2 separate regions of the Mus musculus genome follow, and region 1 is linked to region 2. A link is a contact called in public HiChIP or PLAC-seq data. All regions are on one chromosome and are shown on one strand. Each heading gives the region's core, a stretch centred on a gene start, on an enhancer-like site or on the middle of the called end of the contact. The rest is flanking DNA. Distances are from core to core; before and after follow the strand shown. Region 1 has its middle 99 kb from the start of Stmnd1. Region 2 overlaps Atxn1 (ataxin 1).

What was found. HiChIP or PLAC-seq counts read pairs in DNA pulled down with a chosen protein or histone mark.
Region 1: an H3K4me3 HiChIP or PLAC-seq map of embryonic basal ganglia shows a contact between it and region 2, with 2.8 times the contacts expected there. The contact joins two enhancer-like sites. A contact is called at or near these places in 1 of 15 datasets of contacts at CTCF or cohesin (the NIH/3T3 cell line), 1 of 484 Hi-C or Micro-C datasets (cerebral cortex) and 4 of 115 datasets of contacts at active chromatin or transcription factors (embryonic basal ganglia, embryonic forebrain, fibro-adipogenic progenitors and 1 more).

The regions. Positions count from the first base shown.
Region 1 is chr13:46,171,643-46,178,760 of GRCm38.p6, reverse strand. No RefSeq gene overlaps it. Among named protein-coding and RNA genes, the nearest start is that of Stmnd1, 99 kb to the left of the region's middle. Within about 2 kb of position 5,535, at least 24 of the 459 cell types and tissues checked have an H3K27ac peak or open chromatin away from gene starts, as enhancers often do. A contact at or near this core is called in embryonic basal ganglia, where this site is marked.
Region 2 is chr13:45,948,699-45,955,241 of GRCm38.p6, reverse strand. All of the region lies in intron 2 of Atxn1 (ataxin 1), which reads left to right. Among named protein-coding and RNA genes, the nearest start is that of Atxn1, 13 kb to the left of the region's middle. Within about 2 kb of position 4,466, at least 46 of the 459 cell types and tissues checked have an H3K27ac peak or open chromatin away from gene starts, as enhancers often do. A contact at or near this core is called in embryonic basal ganglia, where this site is marked.

The sequences.
Region 1 (7,118 bases), core at 4,286-6,785, 220 kb before region 2:
TACCTATTTTTTTCAGTATACCTTTTCTTTTTACATCAGTCTTTATTTATTTCTTCAAACCCTGTCATTGATTTCTCAAATACTTGTGCACACAGATGGACCACTGCCACCATTTGCTATTTCTTGGGATCAACAGCCTCCCTCCAAGTTTAATAGAAATACAGATTCCGACACTTTTTGCAGCCCATGAGCCAAGCTCAAGTACCCTTCAGCCCTCATTATAGCATGGATTGTTATTTAGAAGTTAACCAGCTGGAAATTCTTTGCAGAGCAGCCTCTGATGACTGAACACGGTCATTTTATTTCTCTGTCACAAATGCATCCTTTTCCAAAGGTGAGTAATTTCAATTTTCATGCGGGGGATGCTAAACGTGCAGGGCTTTCTGGTAGAACGGCATCCCGTGCAGGGGTAAACGAGGGCGGCCAAGTCAAGGAATGGTGACAGTCCTTTCTTCCCTGCCTTTATCTCTCCTCTTGTATTTCTTCCCCAGATTTCACTCTACTCGACTCAAGGGCTATGTGACAATTCCTACCAAAGTAGCAAATCAAAGCCCGGTGTGAACAGGAAGCAGCAAGCGGGCAGAAAGACGGATGGGACGAGATTCTTCCTCCGTGTCTTCTATGCTTCATGACTATCCCGTTTTTCTTCCTGATGCTGTGACCAAAAGCAATTTAGGGAAGAGAGGATTTACTTTGGCCCAGAGACTCGGAGAGACAAAGAGTTCCATCAGGGTGGAGAAGACATGGCGATAGCCAGGGAATGCATGGTGACAGGAACAGGGAGAGGACTGATTGTATCCCACCACGACGGGAAGTGGGGGGAGAGAGAGAGGGAGGGGGAGAGAGGGAGAGAGGGAGAGAGGGAGAATCGGAAGTGGGGCCAGGCCATAAACCCTCGAAGCCCTTCCTTTGAGAAGTTCTTCCCCCTCCAAGGCTCCGCTTCCTAAAGGCTCTATCATGCTCCTGAGTACAGCACCACCAGCTTGGGAATGAGCATTGAAACATACAAGCTTATGGGAGTATTCCATATTCAAACCACAGTGGTCCGCAGCCAGCCTTCATCTGTTGTCACAATTCCTCATTCCGTCTTTCTTGTGCCCTCTGCTTCCAGTAGCTTCTCAGTTTCCCTTTGCTGCCTTCTTGACTGCATCTACCCTCAGTTTGTCTTCTCTCTTCTTTCTTTCCTATCTAGAGATGAGGGCAGAGATGCACACACATGCATGTGCACATGGGTGTGCAGGTGTACAGATTGCATCAGAATAGACTTGCTTGTACTGAAATCCAGGGAGAAACCCATCTGCCCATTACCCCAGAAGTAGGTTCTAGGAGGGAGATAGGACGAATGGGACCCTCACCTAGAATTCCATCCTTCTCTCTGTGTGATTTTCTTTTTTCTAGATAGGCCTTCCCACTGTGTTTGATTTCCTTTTTCTTTCAGGAAGGAGACCAAGGTAGGATGTCATAAGTGTGTGCCTATGTCATCCTCTTCCATGTGTTCTAAGAACTAAAGTGACAGAGGCCAGCTCTGGACTTAGGCCAAATTCCCTGAAACACTGTATCATCTCACTTCAGCCAACGATTTTTTTTCCTGACTTATTTCCCAAGTAACAACCAGCATTAGGACCCAAGTCCTCTTCCGACACTGTAGGGATGGATAATGGACAGAAGATTCCACAGAGGCCTTTGAGTGACTCTGATTTCATGTAACTTTGGTAACAAAATCATTTTTATTTGAACAAGTAAATAGACAGTCACTTATCAAAAAAAAAAAATAGTCAAGTTTCTTACGGTAAATACCCAATAAATGAAACAGTTAGTCATAGCAACATTGTATGCCTCATGTTGTGCTTCTAGCTATATAAAATATCTCCAAATAGTCTTTGTGATGAAGGGCCCAGGGTTACCACGTCTCCTTTCTAGTACATGGTCCCAGTGCATTATTGCAGCACCCCAGTGTTCAGACATAAATGCTAAAAGCAGCAAGAAAAGGAAATTTCTAGCTTGAAATAAAAACAGGTTGGCAGTTTGAGTGTTGAAGTAAGAGGGACAGGCAGTATTACCTGCTTCAGAGACACCGTTCCCCTTCTTGTATTTGCACTGAGAACACCTGTGCTGAGATGGGATATCTATCACCACGCCCCCTTGCTCTGCCACGCCCCTTGCTCTGCCACGCCCCTTGCTCTGCCATGCCCCCTTGCCCTCATCTTCCCCTGTTCTCCATAACTGCTCTGTTCCCTTCACAGATGTCCTCAGGCTCCTTTTTCACTGCTTGACAACAGTCCAAAGGTATCACCTGCAGCCTGAGGCACATCCTCACAACCTTCAAGCCTGTCTCACAATGTGCATAAGTTCACTCTCCACCAGCTTTCATTGCTAAGGGTCTTCTCTGCAGCCTTGCAGACTAAATGATCATGGTCGAAGAAGATACATTTTAATGTAGCAATCTTGCTCATTTAAAACAGCGAGATCAAGTATCCTGGCAGTGTCGGGCTAAGACAGTGTGTAAATACAGGGTACATACTGGCAAAATGTACTAGGTGGATCTGTGTATCACAATAGAATAGATAGATAATATATAGATAATAGGTAGATAGATAAGTATGTAGGTAGGTACATATATGTAGGTAGGTAGGCAAGTAGCAAATAGATAGTTGATTGATATAGATGTTAGATGATAAGCAAATAGAATAGCTATTCAGACAGACAGATTAGATAGATAATAGATAGATAGATTATAGATAAATAGATGGATAGATATAAAAAGAGATACATGCATGTATACATACATATATACATGCATACATATACCAAAAGATGGTTAATGTTGGTTTATACGTAGTCTAGGTTAATTTCTTTATCACGTCAATGACCAACTTAATTTTAATATTAGCAAAAAGGTACAATGTTTTGCTGAAGGGCCTGTATGACTATTTTTTTTTTTACTCCATTCCTGTTCTTGAGATGTACAGAAACTCCACATTTGAATCACAGGGAGACTGCAAAACCACACTTGTGGGACTATCAGTGAGGGAGTTTGTAATCTACTTCCTACCAGAAAGATATCATACATGGTCATCCAGTTTTGAGTCCATTTTGCCAAGGCACAGTGGGGCTCCAGTGGGTGAAGATGGCAGGATGTGAAAGGCAGGGTGCAGAAGGCAGTGAGCTGACCAGGTTGTGGAGCCAGTGAGCAGCTCAGGATGCCTGAGGTTGGAGATGGCACTTTCCAACCAACAGTTCTTTGAATGATTCTAGACCACAGTGCTCCCCCTTCCCCAAGCTGACCATGTATGGGTTTGACTTGCCAGAATAAAAAAGGCCATCTGCTCTTCTACATTTTCCTTTCCTAAAGGATAAACAAGTCACTTTTAACTAGATCTTACAGGCAGAAAGCCCTTGCTTTTGAGTCAAGATGTCACCAGAGTGTATAAAAAAGAAGGTTGGATCGATAGCTTAACAGTAAATCACTTGCCGCACAAGCATGAGGACGTCTAAGGCCAGGCATGGCAGTGGGTACTTGAAGTCTCAGATTTGGGGATGGAGACAGAGAGAGAAGGATCCCTGGAGTTTACTGACCAGCCAGCCTCACCTAACGTGTGAGCCCTATAACCTCCCCACAAACAAACCGAAGCAGATGGCTTCTGAGAAAGGACACCTAAAGCCTTCATTCATGCATGCACGTGTGAGCACACATACACACACACATACATACACACATACATATGTACGCACATACACACACATACATACACATACACACACATACACACACATACACACAGATATGCACACACACACACATACATACACATACACACACATATACACACACATATACACACACATATACCACACATACACACACATACATACACACACATATACACATATACACACACATACACACACGTGCACGTGAAAGAAAGAGAGAAAGAAAAAGAAAGAAAGAAAGAAAGAAAGGAAGGAAGAAAGAAAGAAAGAAAGAAAGAAAGAAAGAAAGAAAGAAAGAAAGAGAAAGAGAGAGAAAGGAAGAGAAAGAAAAAGAGGGAAAGATAGATAAATGGATGGATAGGTAGATAGGTAGACAGACAGACAGACAGATAGACAGATAGACAGATAGATACATACATAGATAGATACATAGATAGATACATAGATAGATGCATAGATAGATACATAGATAGATACATAGATAGATACATAGATACATAGATACATAGATAGATAATAGAAAGATAGAGAAATAAGCAAGCCACCTAGTCTCCATCACTTACCCCACTCTGGTTTGTAATTCTATTCTTCATTTTCTTGGACATTGAAAAAGAAAGAACAAAGCAGGCCAGAATGTTTTCATAGGTGTGTCTGTTCTCATGCAATCCGGTGCATGTTATTAGAGCAAACAGCAGAAGTGTTTTAAGAGGAGATATTTGTTTACTCCTTAAGTTGCACAAAAAGCAGTATTTCTTCAGTCTTGTTATATCAATTACTCTCTAGGCTCTCTGGAGTTGACAAAGAAGCCTGCATGCCCTCAGGAAGAGCTGAGGTTGCAGAATCATTATTTAAAACCTATATAATTCGCATTCCTCCCTCCACACACACACACAAATAAAACCCAAATATAATCCCTTCTAAAACCCAGTTTGGACTATTGCGATAGCAAACACATTCCTTTATTTCTGGCACTTTCTTCATGTTCAGGACTTCTTGGGCCATTCACTCAGACCCAGCCTTCACAATGAAATTTATCCCTGAGATAAAAGAAATAAACAGACACACTACCTCAGGCTAACATGATTTTCTGAGTTCTGGAAGGCAGCTGCCCTTTTTTGTCCCCCCAGCCTGATAAGTTTCCAGGGCGAAATGATTTATCTCTGTCCAGTTCTTCTTGGGATATTCACTGGGCAGAAAGTGGATTAAGGAAGAAGTGGAGAATGGCCTGAAATAGGAAGGGAGTGTGCCGTAAGGGCAAACTGAAGAAGACGATGGCCTAACCTGATTACTGTATATCTTCCAAAGAGAGCAGAAATCAAATTACATCGGAGAAAAAGAAAGTGAAAAGAGAAGGAAATTGCAATATTTTGGTCGAAGGGAGATTGCATTGTAGGGTTAATAGAATTTAGATGGCAACATCATTTTTAAAACTAGATTGACTCGCACTCGTAATTCCTGAATACACTCTCTGCTAGCAAGGTGTGTATGCGCGTGTGTGTATGTGTGTCTGACATGACACAAGATGGGGGGGGGGGGGAAGCATTCACAAATGATAATTGCCTAGTGCCGACAACACACACTTCTTTTTCAGAAGAACAGGGGCAAGGACTGTTGCCAAGGCGAGCCCCGAGCCCCGAGCCCGGAGCCCCAAGCCTGGGAGGACGCAAAGCTCTTCATTATCTGAGGTCCCACCCACCCTTTGTTGGTTCTCCCCAGAGCAGATGCTCAGCACCTGGAGAAGCTTTGTCCCAAGCCTGGCTGGCAGGCAGCGCCCAGCTGGGACTCAGCTCCTCTGCCAAAAACTCCCCATTCACTAAGACTGGGTGAATACAGCTATTCAGGGTTATCGAGGGATGTGTCACTGAGGTTCTCAGTCTCAAGATACAAGACCCATATAGGGATGCAAGTGACTTGGGAAATCCAAGCAAAAGAAAGGGTAACTGCCCAAGGAGTGTACAGCCCCACTGTGCTTGACTTTGAAACCCAGGACCCCCATACCTTCTGATGAGGGATGTGAAGAAAGGAGTGGAGTTATACCTGTCACTGCTGAACAGCACTGATCTGAGGGCCCTCATTATGAGAACAGCAGATAGTGCTTTCATGATAAACCAAGCACTGGGTAAGATACTTCACACAACTTCCAATAATGCTATGGAGCAGTCCAATGAGGGTGGCAAAGGCCACCTATCTCAGAGTAGGTGTAGACTTAGGAATGGTTATCCATCTGCGACATGTGCTACTGCCTGGTCCAAACACTATGGCCAAGTGACAGGTGAAGACCTTTATTCAGACCCCAACCCCCTACCTCCATGACTTATGTAAAGCCTTATATCTGGCATCCTCATCCTTCTATGGCTTGATGCCTGGTAAGATAATAGAAGTCTCACATGCTTAGAGCCAATTACTTAGCCTGACTTAAACAGGGATGAGCTATAAACAACCAAACGAAGTATGCCATGGCAAACTCGTGTACATGCATGGACACACATACACACAAACACACACATACACACCGACACAGACAGACATACAGACACACACACACACAATACACACACAGAGATATGCAGACACACCATACACACACACATGTACACACAGACACACATGGATACACAGATAAGCCATACACACATTACACACACAAGTTCATACACAGAGACATGCACAGTTTCACACCTTCTTCATCAATTCATTCACTGGTGTGTATCTTGCTCATCTTTGGCATTTGTGATGGTTTGTATATGCTTGCTCCAGAGAGTAGCACTATTAGGAAGTGTGGCCTTGGTAGAGTAGGTGTGTCACTGTGGGCGTGGGCTTTAAGACCTTCGTCCTAGCTTCCTGAACGCCAGTCTTCTCTTAGCTGCCTTCAGAACAAGAGGTGGAACTCTTAGCTTCTCCAGCCCCAATGTCTGTGTGGACTCTGCCATGTTCCCACATTGATGATAATGGACTGAACCTCTGAATCTATAAGCCAGCCCCAATTAAATGTTGTCCTTTATAAGAGTTGCCTTGGTCATGGTGTCTGTTCACAGCAGTAAAACCCTAAGACAGCACTGAAAATAGTGATCACTCTGCTTTCAAGACCCACTCTCTTTTTCCTTCCCTTCCCTTCCCTTCCCTTCCCTTCCCTTCCCTTCCCTTCCCTTCCCTTCCCTTCCCTTCCCTTCCCTTCCCTTCCCTTCCCTTCCCTTCCCTTCCCTTCCCTTCCCTTCCCTTCCCTTCCCTTCCCTTCCCTTCCTCTCTCTCTCTCTCTCTCTCTCTCTTTCTCTCTCTCTCTCTCTCCTTACTTATTTGCTTTGCACCCTGCTCACCCTCCCCTGTCACTCCCCTCCCACAATCCTTTTCCTCTCCCTCCCCTTCTTTTCCGAGAGGGTGGGGGCCCCTTGGGTATCTCCCCACCCTGG
Region 2 (6,543 bases), core at 3,217-5,716:
TTATTTTAAGCCAAGCACGAACTCAATGGCCTCTGAGATAACACCCCGAAGCTCTGTCACTTGCCAGAGTGTCTGGACTTCAAACCTCAGGTTGCTACTCCAATCACACACATACTTGTATCCTGGTCATGCCTCAGTTTCTCCATACAAGATGGGGACCACAGAGGGCTACTGTGAGGATGGAATTGAATGTGCTTGGCATGTGGCTATGGCTGTTCACATAAGCTCTCATTCTTAACACATAGCTTGTCTCTAGACAGGGTGATTATAATGGTCTTGTTGTCCCATGGCTGTTCCTGGATCATACATGACTAGGAACAAGTAAAAAACCTTGACCTTTGGACCAACCCTGTAGGTACTTGCGGCTCTCCAAAGCCAATATGGGTTCTATTTATTTTTTCTGAAGTTTAAATCTGAACTTACGTTAACTCTCCTGTGGTAGGATGCTTTTTTTTTGTTTTGTTTTGTTTTTTTTTTTTTTGCTTTGTGCATTGTAGTGAGATTGGCTGATGATGAGTTATTTGCAGTTTGAATATATTTTAAAGAGAGGCTTGACTACCAGTTGTTTTTAAGCCTTAGAAAATAAACCTTGAAGTCTGGCAATATAGCTCAATGAGAAGGCACTTGCCTAGCATGTGTGAAGCCCTTGGTTCTATTCCCAGGACAGAAAGAAAGGAAGACTCCAAGAAACCCCTGTGGGGCAGAGCAGAGACGGAGCGAGTTAGCACTCCAAAAGCATCATATTCTTTTGAATTATGCAAATGAGCTCTTTATAGTCTATTGATTGTGTATTTGAGAGGCTCCCTTTAAATCAGTGGTTTTCAACCACATGGTCCTTTTCACACGGGTGGCCTAAGGCCATCGGAAAACACAGATATTTGCATTACAATTCATAATCGTGGCAAACTGCACTTATGAAGTAGGAACAAAAATGAATTTAAGGGTGGAGGTCACCACACCACGAGGAACTGTATTAAAGGGTCAGAGCATCAAGGAAGACGGAGAACGACTGTTGTCAATGGAAACAGAGTGATGTCTAGTTACTGCAAGGTGACACCTTGTAAGATCTGCAGGTGTCTGTGAGCAGGCAGGGTGGGGTGTCTTACTGTTGCTCCCCCCTTCAGGGGGACCCATTTTGCCAGGCAGGAGACTTTCACGTTGAAGTCTTAGGCGTATGGCTCAGGTGCATATGGGGTGAGGCGTTCTTGTCTTTGTAAAACCTGTGGTATTTGAAGAGAGTCATTATCTATAGCAAGGTATCTCAAGAATTCTCTCGTGAACAAGACAGGCAGCCAAGGAGTCTTTCTTATCTTGGGGCGGCTTATTGAGGTGCAGGGGTTTCTAGACTCACAAACAAGGTAAGCGTCATGTGGAGACTCAGGGTCTTACTGACAAAATGGTGCAGTGTCACCTTGAACAGTGTTAGGCCGTTGATCTTCTCTCTGATTGCGTTGAAAAGGAACGTATATGCATTATCTAAGCATCTTGCATACATAATGGCCTCATTATGGTCCACACAGTTGATGGCTGTATGTGGGCAGGGAGAGAGTATCCTGTAGCATCCTGATATATTCAAGTTATTCTTTTAAATGAAAGTCTGGATTATTATTTCTGGCTCTTGTTATTTTATGAGTATGATACAGCTGAGCCAGCTATGACCTAACTTATTCACAGCTACTATCTATATAAAGAAATGATTCATTCATATATTTGCTGTGTATTTTCTTTTCAACTCCTTCATGGTGCTCTGGACATGAAAGAGCACAGGAGCTACCGGAGATTATCCATTCTTCGTGACCAGGGGAGAGAAAGAAGGAGTGCACCCGGAATAGTTAACAAAGCTGAGGGGGTTGGGTTGTACTTGCTAGGGGGTACACTCTGACCCGGAAGGAATTCTGAAAGGTGGTGGGAGTTTAGGAAAGACTGTGAGGAGGAGGAGGATCACATGATCTGGGCTCTGAAGGCTGGATTGCACTTCTGTGGGAAGAGATGGAGAGAGGCAGAGGAAAGTCTTGCCAGTGGCTGAGACAACAAGCCAATGCCTGCTTGGATGTAGGATGTAGGCTGGGCAACTGTGGCTGAAAGTGGAGGGTGCTCTTGAGTTTCAGAAGTCAGGGAGACTGGTGGGGGTATGGGATCAGTGGAGAGGTCAGTCCACAAAGCAGTTTGGAAGCGTCGTTGGCGTACAAAGGGTTTGAACTTGGCCTTTGGGGTCTTCTGCCTGACAGAGGAGTGCTCACACACAGGGCATGACTGACTCCAAGGATGCGGGAGCTGGTGTTGAATGCAGAGGGAGAAGGTAAGAGGCAGCGAGGAGGGGAGCTTGAAGGCTTGCATGGCTCAGCCTTTGTCAGTTCTTCACCAGCTGGGGTGGCAAGAGGAATTGGGTTGATGCAGGGGTGATTCGTGGATTGGGGGGGGGGTTGTGGTTGGAGGTCTCTTCTGTTAGGTTCTCTCCAGAACCCTAGAAATTCTGTGTTCAATGCAGTGCCATGGAATCTTGTTGAAACAGTTTTTCTTTTATAAACTAGGAACAGGAGCTCATTTTAGCTTGCTCTAACGTGTGTGTGTATGAAAATGAACGCTACTTTTGATGCTCAGCCCTTGCAGTGTCTCCTTTTACTTAAAACAAATACTGCTCTCGTACTTTCCTCTAGGAGGCTTTCTGAAGACTTTCAACGGGTGGCCCTGTACCTATTAGCAACAGTTCCAGCATTTCTTTGATCTTTTCCACCGATTGACTCTTCTCATGTGACAGGCGTGAATCTCATTGTGTCAGCCACTTAACAAGTTAGCCATTGTTCATTCGTGGCCATTTAGTAACTGTATTTCTGATAACTCATATTAGTATGTGTGTGCTTCATAACTTTTGATGAGTTCCTAGAGGCTTTCTATAGGATCTTTTAAATGTGAGAAAAAATATATAATGCATATATGTATACATATACACACATATATATACATATACACATATAATGCATATATAATATATAATAAACACACATACATGCATATATATATGTGTGTGTGTGTGTGTGTGCGTGCACACACACAAAAAGCCAATGATACCAGACACAGCTCTTTAACAAATTGACTTCTCACTTAATATTCTATAGATGATAAAGAAATATAGACTCGAGCTGAGCAGGATTGTATATTCCTGTAATCCTGGCATTTAGGAGTTGGAAGCAGGCAGATTGGGAGTTCAAAGCCAGCCTCATTTACACAGTAAGCTTGGACTACTTAAGATACTGTTGAAATAAATACACATCTTTGTTAGGCCTTGCTTCTGGGGGGAAAGTTAGCCTAAGAGTCCATGGCACACAGGGCAGGGCACCGTTGAACGTTATCTTTGTGCAAAGGGGCAGTCTATTTACATGAACTTAGGGAAAGCCTGAAGATTGTTTAATGCTTTTATTTTGTTTTGTTTTCACTTGAGTTGTTTACATGAACTCTTCGTATTGCCCAAGTGGCTAAGGATGAAAATATTAAATACAAAACTAACAATATTAAAAACAAGAAGTTCTGTGCATGTAGAAACTGTGGCACAGGAGAGGGTGAATAACTTACCCATCTTTGCTGGGAGTTAAGTGACCTCAGCTTGGACAGATCCCGGTGGCTCTGAATTATGCGCAAGCCCTGAGCCCTATCTATATTAAGAAGCTTACAGTTAGATACAGAAAGCAAAGACAGCCATGGATGATAAGTGAGCCATAACTCAGGCACTGCGCGTGCTCAGAAACCAAAATCGGGGATGGTTCTGACGCCACAAGCTCCCCACTTCCAAGCTGGCCTCTCTGACCAGAGACTCCCGTGAGCTTCTGATTCAAGCTGCCTGTATCTCTCTTCCTTTTCTTCCCTGCGAGGGCCCTAGAGTCCTTCGTGCTTTCGATAATTATTAATTGAAGAAAATGATGACGGCGGCACTCTCTGCTTATCTGCTTTGGGGGATTGGCTTAAGTTGGCTCGGGATGTTGTTCCACACGGAGTCCCGGGGAGCTGCTGAACTTTTGACTGCTGGGGAGAGCTTCATTGGGTCATCGCTCACCTTGCACGACTTGGCAGATAGGAGCGAGATATCTCTCCCAGGATGACAGGTGGTGGGGTGTCACTCAGGACATGGTCTAAGAACAATACGTGCAGCCAGAGGCTGTCGGCTGTAGTTCTCATGGCCCTTCATGTGCTTGCCTTTCTGGGTCTAGCCTATGCTCTCCTGCCCTGGATCAGCCAGTGAATCGTTGCTAGTTTGTGTCCAGGTGATGCGTAGGCACCCTGGTTGTCTTCTGGATGTTGGGTGACATTTATTGTGGGTTGCTTTTATCTCTGGTGGCAGTGCCTCCCCCTTTACAAACACACGGAGTCAGAAAGGCCCTGAGATCGACTGTCAGTGAGCTCGGCTGGCAGCTCCAGCCTCCATCACAGCTGTAATCGTGCACCGTGCATTTTTATTTACAGATTACTAGGCTCTGAGTCTGACATATGACTAGCTGGGAAGCTCCTCCCCAGAACAGTTGTATGTCATCTGCTTCAGAGAACTAATTGCTTGGCAAATCCCCTTTGGTAATTTCCTCTTTATTTGCTGATGAGTTACTTAACAGTGACGGGTTTGTGGAGTAGACCGTGGAGTTGACTGTGCGTTCCAGGAACACCACCACCGGAAGGCCCGGGGGATATGCCTTTTTGAGTTCTGTTTGGCTTTCCTGAAGAAACACTGAAACCATTATATGGCCTGTTAATATTTCACTCAATACTAGGTTAAACTCCTGAGCAGTGTTCTGTTTTCCAAAAGGAATCAAAACCAGACCCCTTGCTTCAAATAGGCCCCTGTGCATTAGAAAATTATTAAAAAGGAATTTAATATTTATAGAATGTTTAATGCTGTTTTTAAGATACGACTCGGAGTGGAATAGCTTTCCAACACACAGCGGAATGAGGAGGAGGGGCTTTGGGGGAAATTCTGTCCTGGAGGTCCAGTCTCTTTCTTGCCTTACGACTGTATCAGCAGGAAGGCTTACCTTAACTTAAACCTTCCTGGGCCCCAGTTTACCTATCTATGAGAAACTAAAAGAAATGATATCATGGTTTTTTTTTCTTTTGCTTGACATCATAGAGTTCTGTGGTTTTGTGTGTGTGTGGAGGTCAGAGGTCAACAGTGAGTGTCTTTTTGTATTGCTTTCCACCTTAATTTGGGAGACAGAGTCTCTCTCCAATTAGCTAAACTGGCTGGTTGACAACCTTCAGGGATCCTCCAGTGTCAGCTGCTCTAACACCCAATCAGCTTTAGAGTTACACCACAATGTCCAGTTTTATTTGTTTGTTTGTTTGTTTGTTTGTTTTTTAATGTGGGTTATTAAGACCGGAACCCCAGCCCCATACTTGCGCATCAAGCCATCTTATCATCGCCTGAGCCATCTCCCTCCCCAGCCAAGTTCTGTGATTTTATTAGAATTCTTCCCCTCACCTCCCCTAAGACCTTTGCTTCTGTCAAACATCATTTGCTGTTGTTTGACTTTGTTAGGTTTGGTATTTAATTAGAGTTTATATTTTAGTGATTATTATATCATTATTTAGAGAGTAAGTCAGCAGGGGTACGGACAATCATTTATCACCACATCTATATTAGTTTCATCTTGCAATAGCTTCCTCTGTGTGAGTGTGTGTGTGTGTGTTTAACTATTCTTGCTTCCAAGCCCCAAACAAGAGCCCTCTCCAGAGGTGGATTGGGTTATAACTCAAAGGAATCTTTTAGCTAATTGTGGCTTTGTTCCTTACAAGAGGTGCACTGGAGCTCAGATCTGAGCATCCGTATCTAGGGCAATACCCTGCTTTTCGTCCGTGAGTAGACATTTCTTTTTTATGTCGTTTGGTTTTACCTAAAGGTGTAGATGGCAGTCCCTAGGTAAGTCTTGCTCTTCTGCCTTGGCTCTTCCAATTAGCATGCTCCCTGCAACCTTGCCTATTTAGTTCATTTATAAGCAGCTCATGCGGATGCCTCAAGATGGATCGCAATTATTAATAGTTTCTTTCGGCAGGTGAATGCAAATGGCAGAGATGACATTTGGAAGCTGTGGGAATACCCACCTCCCTGTGAGTGGAAGCTGAGTTTTTGGTCTCTGATTGGAGGTCCAGGGTTGTGTGGCCCTGCCCACATCTCTTAAATCTGTGACCCTCAACTTCCTCATCTGATGAACGGGGAAGAAAACACCTGTCTCAAGGGATTGCTATCATGATAAGCATGCTGTCTTTCTTAGGGCTTCTATTGCTATGAGAAAACACTGGGGAAGGAAAGGGTTTATTTTACTTATAATTCTTAGGTCACACACTCTATCACTAAGGGGAGTCAGGGTAAGATTTCAAGACAGGAACCTGGAGGCAAGAACTCAAATCAAGGCAATGGAGGACTGATACTTAGTGGCCCACTCACACTGAGCTGGGCTCTTCCTCATCAATCACCAGCCAAGAAAATGTACCACAGGCTTGCTCACAGGCCAGTCTGATGGTGACGTTTTCTCAGTTGAAGAGCCCTGTTCCAATATGACTGTA